2 separate regions of the Sus scrofa genome follow, and region 2 is linked to region 1. A link is a contact called in public HiChIP or PLAC-seq data. All regions are on one chromosome and are shown on one strand. The core of a region is the stretch at or near the end of the contact, and the rest is flanking DNA. Distances in the headings are between cores, read along the strand shown.

Region 1 (7,942 bases), core at 2,709-5,208:
ACAGAGTCAGCTCTCTTGGCCTTTTCCTCTTCAAAGTTCATTGCCACATAACAAGAGGTTTCTTTAATGTCTGCGACAATCTTTCTGTCTGAAGCACTAAGCAGCATGATGCCGTGTTCCTTCAACAGCATCATCAGGTAGTTGGTGAGGTCAAGGCCTGCCAGATCTAGCTGCTGGACACCATGAGGCAGACAGTAACCCTCAAAGACGGGTACACACTGGGTAACTCCAGCACCTGAATTCAGCACAAAGCCAGTTGTGAAGCCAGCAGCAAAGAGAGCTAGCACCCCCTGGATGGACATATAGAAAGCAGGAACCTCCAAGTGCTCAAAAAACACTTCAGTGACCCGTTGCCGGTTGGCCAATGGGTTCAGTGCTGATTCGGTAATCAAGACTGGGCCATCACAGGGCTTCAGCTTCAGGTTATGGTCATAGATATGATTCCACATGATCTCCATGTCTTCCCAGGAAGTAATTAGACCACGCTCCACTGGGTAGCTGTAGGAAGAGCAAAGAGATAAATGGCAGCTTTTAATTCTTCCAGTGTCTATTCTCTTCAATCCTAGATTAATCCATGTATTTATTACCAGTATCCCTTTATGAGCAAGACTGCCACAGCCTCTGAGAGATGGTAATTACCAGCAAAAGTTAGCACAGCTACCTTCCACTGCAATCTTTGCTTTCCACTGCCCACACCCTCCCCCGCCCTATTGGAATACACCCCCCCCCTTTTTTTTGTCTTTTTGACTTTTCTAGGGCCGCTTCTGCCGCACATGGAGATTCCCAGGCTAGGGGTCGAATCGGAGCTGTAGCCACTGGCTGTAGCCACAGGCCTACACCAGGGCCACAGCAAGGCAGGATCCGAGCCGCGTCTGCAACCTACACCACAGCTCAAGGCAACGCCAGATCCTTAACCCACTGAGCAAGGCCAGGGATCAAACCCGCAACCTCATGGTTCTTAGTCGGATTCGTTAACCACTGTGCCACGATGGGAACTCCAAGGAGTACCCCTCTCGACTTGGAAAAAAAAAAAAAAAAAAAAAAAAATAGGGAAATCTTCACATAATAATGTTTTAATAACAGTCAACTGAAAAAAAAAAAAAAAACCGTGACACAGATACTATTCATTAACATTCCTAAAACTCGTATTTTATGAATGAACTCGTATTTTATGAACGATAACTGTGTTTCTACGTTTGACTACATTTGACTAGATACCGAAAAGAAGTAATGGTCACTCTAGATATGTGGTCCGCTCAGATTTGCGGCTCAAGCGTTTGCAATAACGCGGGTTGTAGATACTTTCCTGTTCCTCCTCTCTTTACCTTTTCCCTCACTCTTGAGCCCCTCCTACGGGCACTCCCTCCTTCCGCTCCTCGGGTCCTGCCTACAGGGAGAAGGCGGTACCTGATGGAAAGGGAGTGTCTCCGCTCCTGAGCTTGGTCTCCCACGCACACTTCCTGCGCGCCCTCAACAGCCCAGGTCTGGCCCTTGGCGCGGCCGATGATATTCGGGTAGATAAAGAGAGGATCCCGGGACCCAGCCAGGCCAGCCTTGATCACTCCTGAGCCGTTGTCGATCACCACCGGTAGCTGGTAGTAGCTCATGCCGCCGCCGCAGCCTCCTGTCGCCCGGCCGCTCCGGCTGTTTTGGCTGCAGGCTGAGCGGGAAGCGCGCAAAGTGATGAGCGGGGGCCGAGGGCCTGGAACGCCGCGTCATAGAGGCCCCCGCACGGCCCCACGGGGCCTGAGCGGGGCTGGTGCGGCGACAGCCCAAGCCCGTGGGCTGTGTGGACTCAAGGTGTGGTCTGAAGTGCCACCCACGGTTGCGTCTCACCCGGGATGGACTACTCCTTTCCCGTTGGAATCCTGGAATACCAATATCGGGAAAACCCGATTGTCCTCCCCAAAGATAAAAATCTAATCCTTCACGAGAGGCTTTCTCTAGTACTTCAATGAAACATAAAAGGTTTTATTTCTCAGAGCCATTAAATTCTGATTAATAGGTCCAGGGACCTATGGGAAGCCCCGAAATGAGCCCTAGAAACTGGAATAAAGGTGGAGAGCCTTGACAGGTGAAAGTTTTAAGAGGGGAAGCACAGCCTATGCTTCTGAAACCCTCGTCAACTTCTAAAAATAAAAAGGAAAAAAGTGCTATTATTTAAAGTGGATTTAAAATACTTTGATTATGGTTTTTATATATACTGGGCAATAGTTTGTGTTTCTCGTGGTTTCTAAGTAAAATGTACTCAAAACCAAAATAGTAGAAACATTAAAAAAAAATTTTTTTTAGCACTCCCATTACGTTATCCCCCCACCCCCTGCAGTGTAATATGGAAGCTCATTTCTGGTTCCCTAAAAGTTCTTGATTTTTAGGCAGAAGAATGTGTCTGCTTCTTCACGGGGAAAACGATATTCAGTACGTCATATGAAGTTCGGACTTAGAAAAATTTATGTTCATTGTGCGCCAAAGTGCATCTTGGTGTCTGATTATTATTTTTTTTTAACCCCCTCAATTTTACACACCATGTAGAAGATTTTAAAGCAAGTACCTAAGCAGGAGAGAAGATTCAAAAGCTAATGACACATCCCTTCACCAGAGGCTGAACCGGTTACTTTCTCGCTAGCTAAATGACTGCTAAGGAGGTTGGTGCGCGAGTTCGCGTGCTGCGGGTCCTTCTTAGCCGGCCAAAGCCCTAAAACTCATCCGGGACTCTCAGCAGCTAAACGAGGAGAAAAGAAACTAATACAACACTTCTTTTCCGTGGAGGGAATTAAACCCAAAAGAAAGGCACATAACGCGTGCCGGGTTTCTAACTACCTTTGAAAAAAGCATATGCAAATTCTAACTTTTGAAATAGTGGTACTATTTAATTGGATCTATGCTTATTTTCCTTTTTTTGTTCGTTTGTTTTGTTGATCTGTTTAAAATTCCTTTATCTACTTTGAAGTGCTCAAGCTGCATGTTACAATAGCGATATCAACAAACTTCAGAGAGCTTGTTACTAGGAAGGTTTCCGTAGTGTAGTGGTTATCACGTTCGCCTAACACGCGAAAGGTCCCCGGTTCGAAACCGGGCGGAAACAGTGCCTTTGTTTCTTTTCCTCCCTCTTTGTTTTATGAAATTATGTTCTTCAAAAACATAATCTTGATAGAAACTTGCAGTAAAACATAATCTTGATAGAAACTTGCAGTATCTTGGAAATTTCAAATTGCTTGTTTTATTTAAATACATCTCACAACCTAATACTGAAAAAATAATGTAATGTACAGCCTGGTAACATTACCGGGCAGGGCCCTTTGGGGCTCCTGGGCACAAAAGCCTTTCTCTGTCCCCATTTCTTTTTAGGAAATAGGCCTCATTCAGCCTCCTTGACCTCCCTTGAGTGCCAAAGGGCAGGTAGTAGGAAGGAAAGATTACAGAAAACCAGATATCTAAAGTTGGGAAATTTAGCGCTTTTCTATGAAAGAATGCAAATGTCTAGGCTCACTGAAATCATCCTTTGATGTGCATCTCCACCAGTGTTCTGTGTTTTCACAGCCTGAGTTTCAAGGAGGGCAGGGTGGGGGGGCTCGCTCTCGGGAGTGGTTGCTAGATGGCAGGTATTCTTTGTTTCCTTCCTGAGTTCCCACAGGGCTCCGAGGTTCAGCCTCCGAGGTGGCTGCATTCCCGGTTGATTTGTGCCATCCTTTGTTTTGTGGACTTAACTATCAGTGTATGTGATAAAGAACTAAAAGACCCTAGCAAATGGAAGATGTTAACTACCTGATGAAGGATTGTTCATTCTGGAAAGAAGGACCACTAGAACCAGTCCTGGGGTCACAAAAACACCAACTTTGAAAAACAATGCAAGCCAGCATTTTCCCTGATCCTTATCTGTGGCCCTATTTTTCTACTTCCAAATTATAAAACCACTTCCTATTCTCTCCCAAAGGGGGGCACAGTCTTTAGGGCATTAGTCTGCTATAGCCCTCCTTTGCCTGGCAAAGCAATAAAGCTGTTACTTTTCTCCTTCACCCAAAACTCTTGTCTCCCTGTTTCTATTCAGCACTGGTGGACAGAGAGGTCCAGTTTCCACAACAAGGTAATCAAACACAGCACAAAAACTGGAGCCCTGGAGCCCTTGAGGACTCTGTATTACAAGTCATTTGGTTTTCCACTTGAGATTACAGATTTATCTAAACCCGAGACCATGTTTTATACTTCTAAATACTCAATATCTGTTCAACACATAGCAGAGGCTCATAAATATCTGAGTGAATTAATTACCAAAAAGGATTCTGACAAAACTAAAAGTGCAATCAGAAAGAAAATTATACTTATAAACATAAAATCAAGAAAGAACCAGCCTCTTTTTTTCCTAACGGTTGTGGTTTTATTCAAAAATATGATTCATACTGAGGAAAACTTAGAGACCAAACGGAATCTGTTTTTTTAAAAAAATCTCAGGAGAGAAGAAAAGAAACTCAAGTTGACACTGTCCTGAAAAATAAAGTCGCGAGTAAACTTCCTACGATCCTCATATAACTTTTAACAAGAAAAAAATGTTGAAGTTTTGGTTTTCTTAGATTTATAATGTCCAAGCGTGGTATAATTCACCCTAACATATCAGCATGACTTATCTTACTGTTTCTGTCTTTTCATTTTATGCAGATAAGCGGCACCCCTTTCCCTCACTGTACAAAATCTGAATACAACGTAAATCATTGTATTAAAGTTTTTCTAGTCCAGACGCAGAACATTTTCCGGTATAAAGCCCACCTTTCCCCACGCGCATGCCCAGTATGCCCTACTGCTTTGCACCGCTTTCGTGCATCCCAGGCTTCCAACACCAGGTAAGGGTATCCTGCAAACTGGATTCCGGTTGGCTGATGCAAACAAGAGCTTTTGGGTAGGTAAACTAAAAAGGAGTGATCAGTCTCAGCTCAAAAATTCCCATGGTCGAGAGCCCAAGTATATAAAGCAGCTGTTCCCACCGGTGGGGCCTCAAGAAAGGTGAGGCTGATGGGAGAAGTCGAGCAACTAACTACAAGCCCCAGCATGCAATGCACAATTTGGCTCCCGGAAAGAGGCGCGCTGTGCAGCGGAAAGCAGCCTTGGCCGGCAACACGAGTCGTGCGCGAGATGCTGACGGTCAGCCAACCAGAATGCTCAGAATGAGGAAGAGAGGCGGGGCGCTGTGAGCGTCCCCTTAGATCTCGTATCTATGACTCTCCAGTTTCCGGGTCTCCTGGCCCGCTAGGGAGGGGGTTCTCTGTGCGCCAGCCTCTTCCAGGCGGGTGTTAGATCTCCACGGTCCTAAGAGCCTACGCTGTTGCCACGGATCTCCCAGAGCCGGATGTGACGTCGCCTTGGAGTAGGAAGGGAGAGGCGGAGCGTAGCCCAGTGACGTCCTTCCAATATGGCGGAGTGAGAGTGAAGAAACAGTGTTTCCCCTTGGGTTGCTATAGGTGAGTTCTGTCTTTGCCCCCAGCCCGCCATCCCAGCTCCCTCCAGATCCTGGGTCACTAGAGGGCAGGTTCCTTGGAGCGCGAGCTGTTGTCGGAGCCAAGTGTTAACGTTGAAAGCTCGGGCGAGGCAGTCCTGGTGTTGGCCTTGGCCACAACCTCTGCTGTGGGAATTCGCGGGAGTGGGAGCTGGGCGAAGGGCAGGGAGGCAGAAACCAGGAGAGATCGGCTTTGGTTGTCACCCTATGATACCACCTCGAGTGGGGAAGGAAGGGGTGTGGCTTCCTCGGGGTGAGTGACCTAACCTTTGACAACTCTTGGCCCTGCCCCCTCGGCACCCGTCTAGCGTTTTGAAGCCACTATGTAACAGGTTTCATTGGGGAGCAGTTTTCAAGACCTCGTACCGTGTCCTTACTCAGTTTGCCCCAACGATCATTCTTTTAGTGGTTGATTTTTTCTCCCAAATATATGTTTGCCTACTGAGCTTGAAAGTGAAAGTTCAGCTGATCCAAAAGCGTGGAATTTTGCAGTGCTTTTTTTTTTCCTTTTTTTCCCCGCTTTGTGGAAATATTTTCTCGCGTCGCCATTTATTACCGCGTCCAAAGGATTGTGTTAGTTGACCAAGATGAAATAAAAGCTAGGAAGGCATTTGTCCCTTCGGCATTTTTTAACCATATCTGTGAATTTTCTGGGGACGTAAAATGAGAACAGACTTTATTCTTGTTGCGTGAAAAGTTTGATGACAGCTTAGGTTTACTAATTTACTATTTATTTTTGTTTTTTAGAACAAGGGTAAAATTCGTTTGTGATATCAAAATGCAGTATTCGCACCACTGTGAGCACCTTTTAGAGAGACTGAACAAACAACGGGAAGCTGGTTTTCTTTGTGACTGCACCATAGTGATTGGGGAATTCCAGTTTAAAGCTCATAGGAATGTGCTTGCCTCCTTTAGTGAGTATTTTGGTGCGATCTACAGAAGCACTTCTGAGAACAATGTCTTTCTTGATCAGAGTCAGGTGAAGGCTGATGGATTTCAGAAACTGTTGGAGTTTATATACACAGGAACTTTAAATCTTGACAGGTAAAGTACACATTTTATTTCCACTTATAAAAGCTGGTCAATAGTCTTTAGAGCTAAACCATTTTGGTATTTTTTCCATACAGTCATTGAACTCTTCAAATATTGATATGTACAGTGTTGTTTTTAATGAATCAGTGTCACTGATTTGGGATAAACAGACTATGTTTTGTAAGCACAAAAAAATACAGATGTTAATGTAGTTAACGCATTGTTTCTGACACATTTGATTTATCTGCTGAAATAAAGCTTGTGATTTCAGTTATGTAAACTTAAAATATGATAAATATTAATTCCAATTTCCCCTAGCTTTTTATCTTTATGATTCTCTGGTCTTCTCTCTCACTCTCTGTCCCCTTCGTCTTAAGGTCTTTGGGGTGAGAAGGTGTAAGTGGAAAAGAGATCCTCCGTTTATTTAATAGTGCTCCCATTTCCAGCCATAAATAGCAACATGCAGGACTTCTTCCTGATCTTGATTCAGGAAAATAATTCCATTGGCATGTTAATGGCAATGACTCTTGTTATTTCTGTACAGCTATCAGTACTAATGTTTAAGTCAGGTCCAAGAGGCTAGAATGCTTAGCTAAGATGCTTAAAACAGTTGTTGCACTGACAAGAAGTAGATTCTGAGGAATTGGATAATGCAGGCACTTTGTGTCTTACATGCATGATGGACTATATAATGAGATTAATATCAATACATTTACTGCTTATTGGGGGAAAGGTGGTGGGGATAAAAGGAAAGAGAAACCAAATTACTCTTGTCTTTTCTCCAGCTTTTATGCAAGTGTAAACTTGAGTAGATCATCATCTTGACATCGAAAGATTATGTGCTTTAGAATTAGAGCTTGCCTTTCAGTTGCTATCTCTGAGCAATCTAATTGCAGCCTCTCTAAGCCTTGGTTTCAGCATCTGTAAAAATGAGATGGTAATAACTACATTGATTGTTACTGTGAAGATTTAGGGTTTACTTAAAGGCCTACCTCCTTTAAGGCCTTAAACTACTGTTTCTTAGTTTCCATCCTTTCTTTCCTCTTCTCTGTCCTACTCTTCAAGCTCTTTAATTCCACATTTCTTAGAGAAAAGTGAGGGGAAAAAACAAAAAAAGGGACACCCAAAATTCTGCTACCCACTGAGTGTTAACCACTCTGAACACATTGATATTCTTTCATTCTTTTCCAGATATATACATGTACATATTAAGGAAAACCCTTCTCTCTCTCTTAACATTGCAGCTTATCTCGGAAATATGTTTCTTTAAAAAACTGGATTCAGGCTGTTCTGAAATCCTCCTGAAAAGGAAATATTCATGCTGTTTGGAATTACTTTTAAATTTTAGTGTAATGAAATTTTGGAGTCAGTTCTGCATAAGTTAAAGAAACAAAGCAACATCGTAGATTAATGTCACATGATGTT
Region 2 (7,942 bases), core at 2,531-5,030, 450 kb after region 1:
TGCAGATAATACTTACAAAACATTTATCAAATGCTTGGCACATAGCAATTGTTCAATAAATATTAGCAATTGCTAAGTATATATAATATGTCCCACATAATTCTAGATGCTTCCTTTCATTCTCATGACTAATTAGGTACATTGTCTCATCCTCGTTTTATACTTTCCTGAGGTTCAAGGAGATTATGCCTCTCACCCAAGGCTACACAGCTACTATTGATCAAGAAAATGGAATTCAAACAAAGAGCACATCAGATTACAATGCCCACGCCCTTTTTTACTCAATACCATATGCCTCAACCTCCGTTATTATAAAGGTTAACTGAGTAAACTCTATTTTCTCACCTAAGTGAAGAGCCTAAGACTTTTCTTAATTAAATAGTACCTTCCTCCTCTGCCCCTCCCTTTAAAGTTATTGAATGAATCTTCCTGCTTAGTTCTTAAGCCACTTGGGTTTAAAATGAACCTCTTACCATCTCTACAGAGCTGAACAGATCTCCCTAAGTCCATATTCTGGGTTCAAATATAAAATAACCCAGAAAAACCTAGAGCCATTCTACATGCTGGAGGTCTCAGCTGAGTGTCTTCATGTAAGAGCAGCATCTACAGACCTTCCAATTTATAATTTTCCTGACATAGTGTTTTATAAGCTACATGCTAACAAATGTAAGCTCACTCAATAGTGTGATTATCAAATAACCTTGTTGGTTATTTTAAACATTAATAATTTTAACTGTACTCATTTAGAGGGTATCATGTAACTCAGGTTCATGTGGCTTAAGTAAAAAGTATGACATCCTAAGTTTTAGCATACCCATCATGGTAACAGAAATACCTGCACAGCATGTCGGTCTGAGCCACTATAGACAGAAATCTGCGGTTGCTGCATTCGAGAAGAGGAAGTGGTGATGGTGGTGGTGGTGGTGCTACTGGTTGTTGTTGACACCGAAGATGTTCCAGAGTTTGGTTCACTATCCATAGCTGTGCTGTGGTCCTTAAATCTAGCAGATAACACAAAGGGTTTGTATTGGCAAAAGTGTTATCTTATTGTGTTTAAAGAATAATTATTCTAAGAAATATTAAGCAACAGTCTAAATTTCTAATAAGGCCTTCATAAAAAAAAGAGAGCACACAGTCACCATAAACACTTAGAAGGCAAAAACACTTCACAAATATATATATTTATCAGTCCATATCTATTAAATTTTAATTCATATGATTCAGGATATGTAACTGAGACAAAAAGCCTGACCTAAAGTTTAGCTTTTTATTGTTGAAGGAAGACAAATGTTTTAAAACCAAAGCAGGTGATGAGAGGATACTTAAACTACCTAGAAAAATTAAACCTTAAGCAATATCAGACTATCAAAATATCTTTGTATTCTTTTGACCATACTAATTACAAATTAAAGTTATTATCTATACATTAAAGTAGGATGCCTATGCACTTGTGCTAGTTTATCTTAATCAGCTTAGGTTTTAGTTACCATATATACTTTAAAAATAAGTTCTCTTAGCAAGTTCCCTTGTGGAACAGAGGGATTAAGGATCCAGTGTTGCCTCAGTTGTGCCACAGGGTGCAGCTGCAGCATGGGTTCAATTCCCCAGCCTGGGAACTTCCACATGTTGATGGCATGGCCAAAAAGGAAAATAAGTTCTCTTAGAAAATAAGTTTAAAAAATAATTTTTTAGTAGAAAATTGACACTGTAAACCAGCTATAAAGGAAAAAAAAATCATTATAAATCTGAAAAATAATAATTTTTCAATAACTCACACAGCTTTCCCCCTTATTCATCTACAAAACTGTCCTTACTAAATCTAACAACTCTGAATTATAATCTACTCTGACTGGATAAATATGAGAAGCAGCTGAAAACAATTTCCCCACCTTCTTAAAAAACTCTTTTTCACAAAAAAATTGCTTCAAATTTTGAAAGCAGCATAATTATGTCACTCTCCTCATGTATAGACAGTAAAGTGCAGTTTTGTACCATACTGATTCTTTTCCCTCCAACATTACGAACACATTTCACTGTTGTGGTACAAAATTCCACTAAATACAAAATCTGTATTTGAATAAATTCAAAAATTATATTTCAAATCAACTCTGAAGGCCTTAATACTGTCAGAAACTAGAATTACAGTACTTTTTGTAGTGTCAGAAATGCACCACAATGAGGAAAAGCACACTTGAGAATACAGTTTTATCTGCCTTGTGTTTTTCTTCTGAGAAACAAAATCTGACCCACCTCACATGAGCAGCATTGACTAAACTATATGAAGAACACTTTCCACTTTGTGAAAAGACAAAGGAATTTGGCGCTAATTGTGTACGCATGCATTATTCCCATATGGTGTTCTTTTATATACAAATTTTCTTTGTTCTTATATCATGTATATAAATAGTACTTATGTGCTCTTCCAGGAATCGAATGTTACAAAATCCTGATTTAATAAGAGGAAAAGTGAGGGGGGGGCAACTCTTCACTTACTAATTTTTTTTGATTAATAGATGACATATATCTTTACGCTTCTCTGACTTTTAAGGGGTTTTGGTAGTTTTTCAAATTGCCTTCCAATCATCAAATCACAGCATCGCATGGTTAACTATTCAACATCATACAGATAGGGTGGGAGATAAACTTTTTACCAAATTATTACCTGTAGTAACACTTCTGAACCACGAAGCAACGATATGCAAAAAGCCAGCTTAAATTCTCTTTACAGTACTATTCTGCTCAGCCACGTCCTCAACCCCAAACCTGAGGGTAAGCAGTTCTGTAACTAACCAAAAATGGTCACAGAGAATCCAAATTCTAGGCACAAGTCTAAATATCGGTGGGTATAACCGGCCAAACCACTGCACTTCATTTGGAGACCAGGCACAAAAGAGCAATTTTGGTAACTCCATCGTCTATGCATAGCATTGCCTGCAGAACACAAACGGCAGTTCTGCTGCACAAGCGGCCTACCCAGGAAACACTAAGTTTGAGTCGCTAACTAAGCATACCATCACACCACACAAGAATGTAGCCCTCTAGGGCGGCATCAACACTGCAGCCAGAGACCCGAGGGAAAGAAGAGCTTTCCTTCCAGAGTATTTTCAGGCTCGCCAGAACAGCAACAGCCCGCGCCTCCTTAAAGCCGGCGCTGGGACACCTCCTCCAAGCCTCCCGGGAGAAGGGTGGCGAACAGACCCAAGTCGCTGGTTCTCCCACTGAGGAGGAGCGGAGTGGCGCCGGGGCGGGAAGGAGGAGAGCGCGAAGGAGGCCTGGCAGTGCCCGCCCAGCCCTACCCAGCCTCCGCGGGCCCCCGGCGCGGGCAGCCGTAACAAGGCTGCCCGCGGGGCCCACTTGCAGAGATGACAGCGCTTGAGGAGCCCACCCGGGCTCATCTTCCGAAAGACCCTAACGGTTGGGGTCCGAGGGATAACCCACTGCTCAAGGCCCCGCAGATCCCGGACCAGACGGCGGAAGGGGTGCTCCCGCCTGAGGCAGCTGGACCCTTACAGTTCGCCTCCGTCCCCCTACAAGAGCGAAGCGCGCTCTTCCACGATAAAGAAGCTCTCACGTCCCCCTTTCTCCGCAGTGCCCGCGAAAAGGCCCTGAGCTTTCCCCTTGGGGGATGTGTCGCTGCCCCCACTCGCCCCCCGGTTACGACATCAGTCACCAGCAAGTCACTCACTCCGCTTCCGCCATCTTCTCTCCTCCATCACTAACACAAGCTGCGCATGCGCCCCCCTGGCGGCCGCGGCGGCGGCGGCAGCGGAGGGCGAAAGGGCGGGGTCAGCTCAGCCTCTGGCCCCCGAAGTCACGTGGAGTCCTCGTCTTCCAATTACCCCCTCCCAAGTCAACCCTTGCCAGCTCTGGGAATTGACCAGGTTTCCCCAATTTAGATACCGGTGTTTCACCTACAAACACTCGCTTTCTCTTGCCCAGGGTCTTTCTCCTTTTGAAGAGGAATCTGTAACCAGGTTATGAAAAGTTCTGATTAGACGGTTAAATTAAAAATTTTAAGGACATCTAAAATATACCAAAGCATAGGCAAACTGCAAAGAGGTGAGGTGGAAGAGAATAATAAGCCGATGATTGGATGCGAAGCCTTGAACTCAGTGTTCCTGACCCCCGTGAGGTGGCCAGTTAAGGAATCATCCTGACTACCATGTGAATATCATTCATATCTTTGACATGAATTTAGTGGGCGCTTAGTGGGCATTACAAGCTTCCATACTGCAGGCAACAAGCAGAAATGTCCACCAGTGTGCTAATGTAGTTTATTACACTCTGCATAGATGGCAATTACTCTGAGGCAGGATGAGACAAACATGTAAAGATAAGTGAAACAAGTCCGTGTCTTCCAACAAGTCTTAATCTGTAGAGTTAAGTGGGTTTTATAGAGCTATCCTCACAATCCAAATGTTCTGAAACATACCCATTAAGTGCTTTGGAAAACTTAAGTTTAAGGAATGATAAATCTTTACTGTCCTTCACCAAAAAAAGCATACCAATCACAAGGAATGTTTTGGTTTTTTGTTTGTGTGTTTTGTTTTGTTTTCCCTTTTTACAGCTGCGCCTGGAAGTTCCCAGGCTAGGGGTCAAATCAGAACTTCAGCTGAGGCCTATGCCTCAGCCATGGCTACACTGGATCCAACCTGCATCTGCCATCTTGTGGCAAGGCTGGATCCTTAACCCAGTGGGTGAGGCCAGGGATGGAATCTGCATCCTTGCAAAGACAACATCAGGTCCTTAGCCCATTGAGCCACAATGGGGATTCCATTAGCAATGTCTTCTTTTTGCATTTATTAAGATGGTGGAGTTGAATTTCAAGAACTGAATAATGAATTCATGATACAAATTCATTTTAAAATGTAGTACAATCTACTAAAAAGTATACTTAATCTTGGAAATCCACAATATACTTAGGGAAGGGAAAAGACCACTTCCTTTATGAGCTATATTGTCCCTTTACCACTTTTCACCATTTGATGACATTGTTCCTTTACCTTATTTTCCTATCTGAAAGCAAAGCCCTTCCTACTACTCCTAAGAGAACGCACTGAGAAAGTCTCCTTGAAAAGTCTCTATAGATGCTTTTTTTTTTTAATTTTGTCTTTTTGCCTTTTCTAGGGCTGCTCCCGTGGCATATGGCTAGGGGTCTAATCAGAGCTGTGGCCGCCGGCCTACAACAGAGCCACAGCAATGCTAGATCCAAGCCACGTCTGCAACCTACACCACAGCTCATGGCAATGCCAGATCCTTAACCCACTGAGCAAGACCAGGGATCGAACCCAAAACCTCGTGGTTCCTAGTCAGATTCATTAACCACTGAGCCACGATGGGAATTCCTAGATGTTTAAAGATAAAATACTACTTTTTCTTCTTTTCTGACTTGCTCATGATGCCATTGTCATTCAACTCTCAAGAATCAACTGTCTATTGGTATTGCTAAAATTTTTGTTTAGTAAAACAAAATTGAAGAAAGCAGTCTTAGACCTAAATGTGAAAAATGCATAATTCAAGGGAATGTTTAGAATAAATGAGCCAAAATATTCCTTTTCATCCCTCTTTCCTTTCAACGTCTAAGGCCTATATCTCTATTGTCATCACATGCAGACTGGCTTTCAAAGTCAGAACATATATTGGGTAAAGTCAGATCAGTACTGCTTTTCAGAAAGATTTCAAAACCCAATATAACAACCAGCATTTGTATAGCCTTTTCCTAAAAGCAGAGGATTTCCACAAACTCATTTGATCTTCGCAACAAAACTAGTTATCATTCTCATTTAGCGCGGAAGTATAGTGAGGCTCAAGGTGATTAGATGCCTATGGTGACTTTGCTAAAATGTACCAAAAATGGGTTCTAACTTAATCTTTCCATGACCAAAGCCAAATTTTCTTCACTGCTCATTCAGCAAGCCACTGTGTGAAGTGTTAGAGGGGACAAAATATGATGAAATATGACCACTTTCAAGAAATGTATCATGGGGAGTTCCCGTCATGGTGCAGCTTAAACAAATCTGACTAGGAACCATGAGGTTGCAGGTTCGATCCCTGGCCTATTTCAGTGGGTTAAGGATCCAGCATTGCCTAGAGCTGTGGTATAGTTCAAAGATGCAGCTCAGATCCTGCGTTGCTGTGGCTGTGTCATAGGCCAGCAGCTGTAGCTCTGATTTGACCCCTAGCCTGGGGTGCAGCCCTAAAAAAAAAAAAGAAATGTATCATCACTTATCTGATGAAACAGGGGAAGGTGTTTTGCTTCTTTATGATTCCCTCTGGAAAAGATTTATGTCATGCTAACAGGTTGACCTTCTTTCTAGATTTTCCAGGAAATGTTTATTTGTAGAAGTGCTAGCATCCTGTTTGATTTTAGAAAAATCCCTCTAGCAAGGATGGATTGGAGGAAAGTGAAACTGGAGACAGGGAAACTAGTTGAGAAACTGTATTAATCCTTAGAGAAATGATAAAGGGCTCCAGCAATGGAAAGGAAAACTGGATTAAAATTTTTGTTCTTTAGGAGTTCCCGTCATAGCTCAGTGATTAACGACTCCGACTAGGAACCATGAGGTTGCAGGTTTGATCCCTGGCCTTGCTCAGTGGGTTAAGGATCCGGCATTGCTGTGAGCTGTGGTGTAGGTCATGGACACAGCTCCGATCTGGCATTACTTTGGCTGTGGTGTAGGCCAGAGGCTACAGCTCCAATTAGACCCCTTGCTTAGAAACCTCCATATGCCACGAGTGTGGCCCTAGAAAAAGACCAAAAAAAAAAAAAAAAAAAAAAATTGTGTCCTTTAGTTGCTCTCATCGCACTTCATATGCTCAATAGCCATGCGTGGCTAGTGGCAACTATTTTATAGGGTGCAGATGTACACCATTTCCATCATTACAGAAAGTTCTATTGGACGGTGGCATTCTCAACTAGATCAGGTTTGGTGAACTGTTGTTCTGTCTTGGTCATTTTGGGCTGCTATAACAGATACCATGGACTGGGGAGTTTAAAGTAACATTTCTTTCTCATTGTTTTGGAGGCTGAGAAGTCTAGGCTCAAGGTTCAGGAAGACTCAATATCTGGTGAGGGCCCGCTTCCTGGTTGCAGACAGCCACTTTCTCACTGTATCTTCACATAGAGGAGGGAGAAAGCAGTGTAGTGGGAATGGGAACTGTGGGCATTTGGGCCCCTTCTTCATGCAACTCAAGACCTGCTCAGCTCTAACATTTGATGATGGAATGTTTCTTTATGCACCCAACTTTATGGCCTGGTGGATCAGATAACACTCAGTTCTTCAGGGGCAGCTCTGATTGTATGGCAACTTGGTGACCCATAGTGAATAAACATTCAGTCTCTACTAAGGCCCAGTAGCAGCTCAAGAGCTGATTCTCAAAAGGAAGGTAGTTAGCTGCAGAGTATGTCAGGGCTTTGTTCCAAAATCCTAAGTGCCTGTGCTATAATTCACCCATAGGGACCTGCCAATGGATCCAAACAGCACCCCTAGCTGCCACTGCTGTTTGGGATGGAGTAACACACCAAATGAGGAATATATTGCCTCCAAAGTCCAAAGAGGCCCAATGGGTGTTATGCTTCTTTGTTTGTAGGAAGGGCAGATGCAACATACCACTAGACCCCTAGAAATTTCACTGACATAGAAGAAGAAATTTCACTGAATTTTTGTCAGATTTATTCCTCACCCTCTTGTATGCAAATATCCTACCAATAAGTCTAGAGTAGTCACTACTTTTTGCTCGCTACGTCAGGTCAGCATAACATTGATGACATTGATGTTGATTACATTGATGACGTAATGGACCAGTGCCATATGTTATGGAAGAAAAAGGTGATCAAGATTCTTGGGAGCTGGAGTTCCCATCATGGCTCAATGGTTAACGAACCTGACTAGCATCCATGAGGATGCAGGTTTGACCTCTGGCCTCGTTCAGTGGGCTAAGG

What was found. HiChIP or PLAC-seq counts read pairs in DNA pulled down with a chosen protein or histone mark.
Region 2: an H3K27ac HiChIP or PLAC-seq map of alveolar macrophages shows a contact between it and region 1. The contact joins the promoter of PHC3 here to the promoter of ACTRT3 in region 1. A contact is called at or near these places in 2 of 5 promoter capture datasets (fetal liver and liver) and 2 of 2 datasets of contacts at active chromatin or transcription factors (alveolar macrophages and skeletal muscle).

Annotation. Positions count from the first base shown.
Region 1 is chr13:108,430,408-108,438,349 of Sscrofa11.1, forward strand. It overlaps ACTRT3 (actin-related protein T3), which reads right to left and starts at 3,959. Exons shown (of 2, transcript XM_003358668.4): 1 at 1,408-3,959; 2 at 1-498. The coding sequence starts at 1,607. It overlaps MYNN (myoneurin), which reads left to right and starts at 4,787. Exons shown (of 7, transcript XM_005669990.3): 1 at 4,787-5,450; 2 at 6,233-6,529. The coding sequence starts at 6,264. TRNAV-AAC (a tRNA gene) reads left to right here and starts at 3,013; the gene lies at 3,013-3,085.
Region 2 is chr13:108,879,840-108,887,781 of Sscrofa11.1, forward strand. It overlaps PHC3 (polyhomeotic-like protein 3), which reads right to left and starts at 3,781. Exons shown (of 16, transcript XM_021069777.1): 1 at 3,686-3,781; 2 at 836-1,001. The coding sequence starts at 3,699.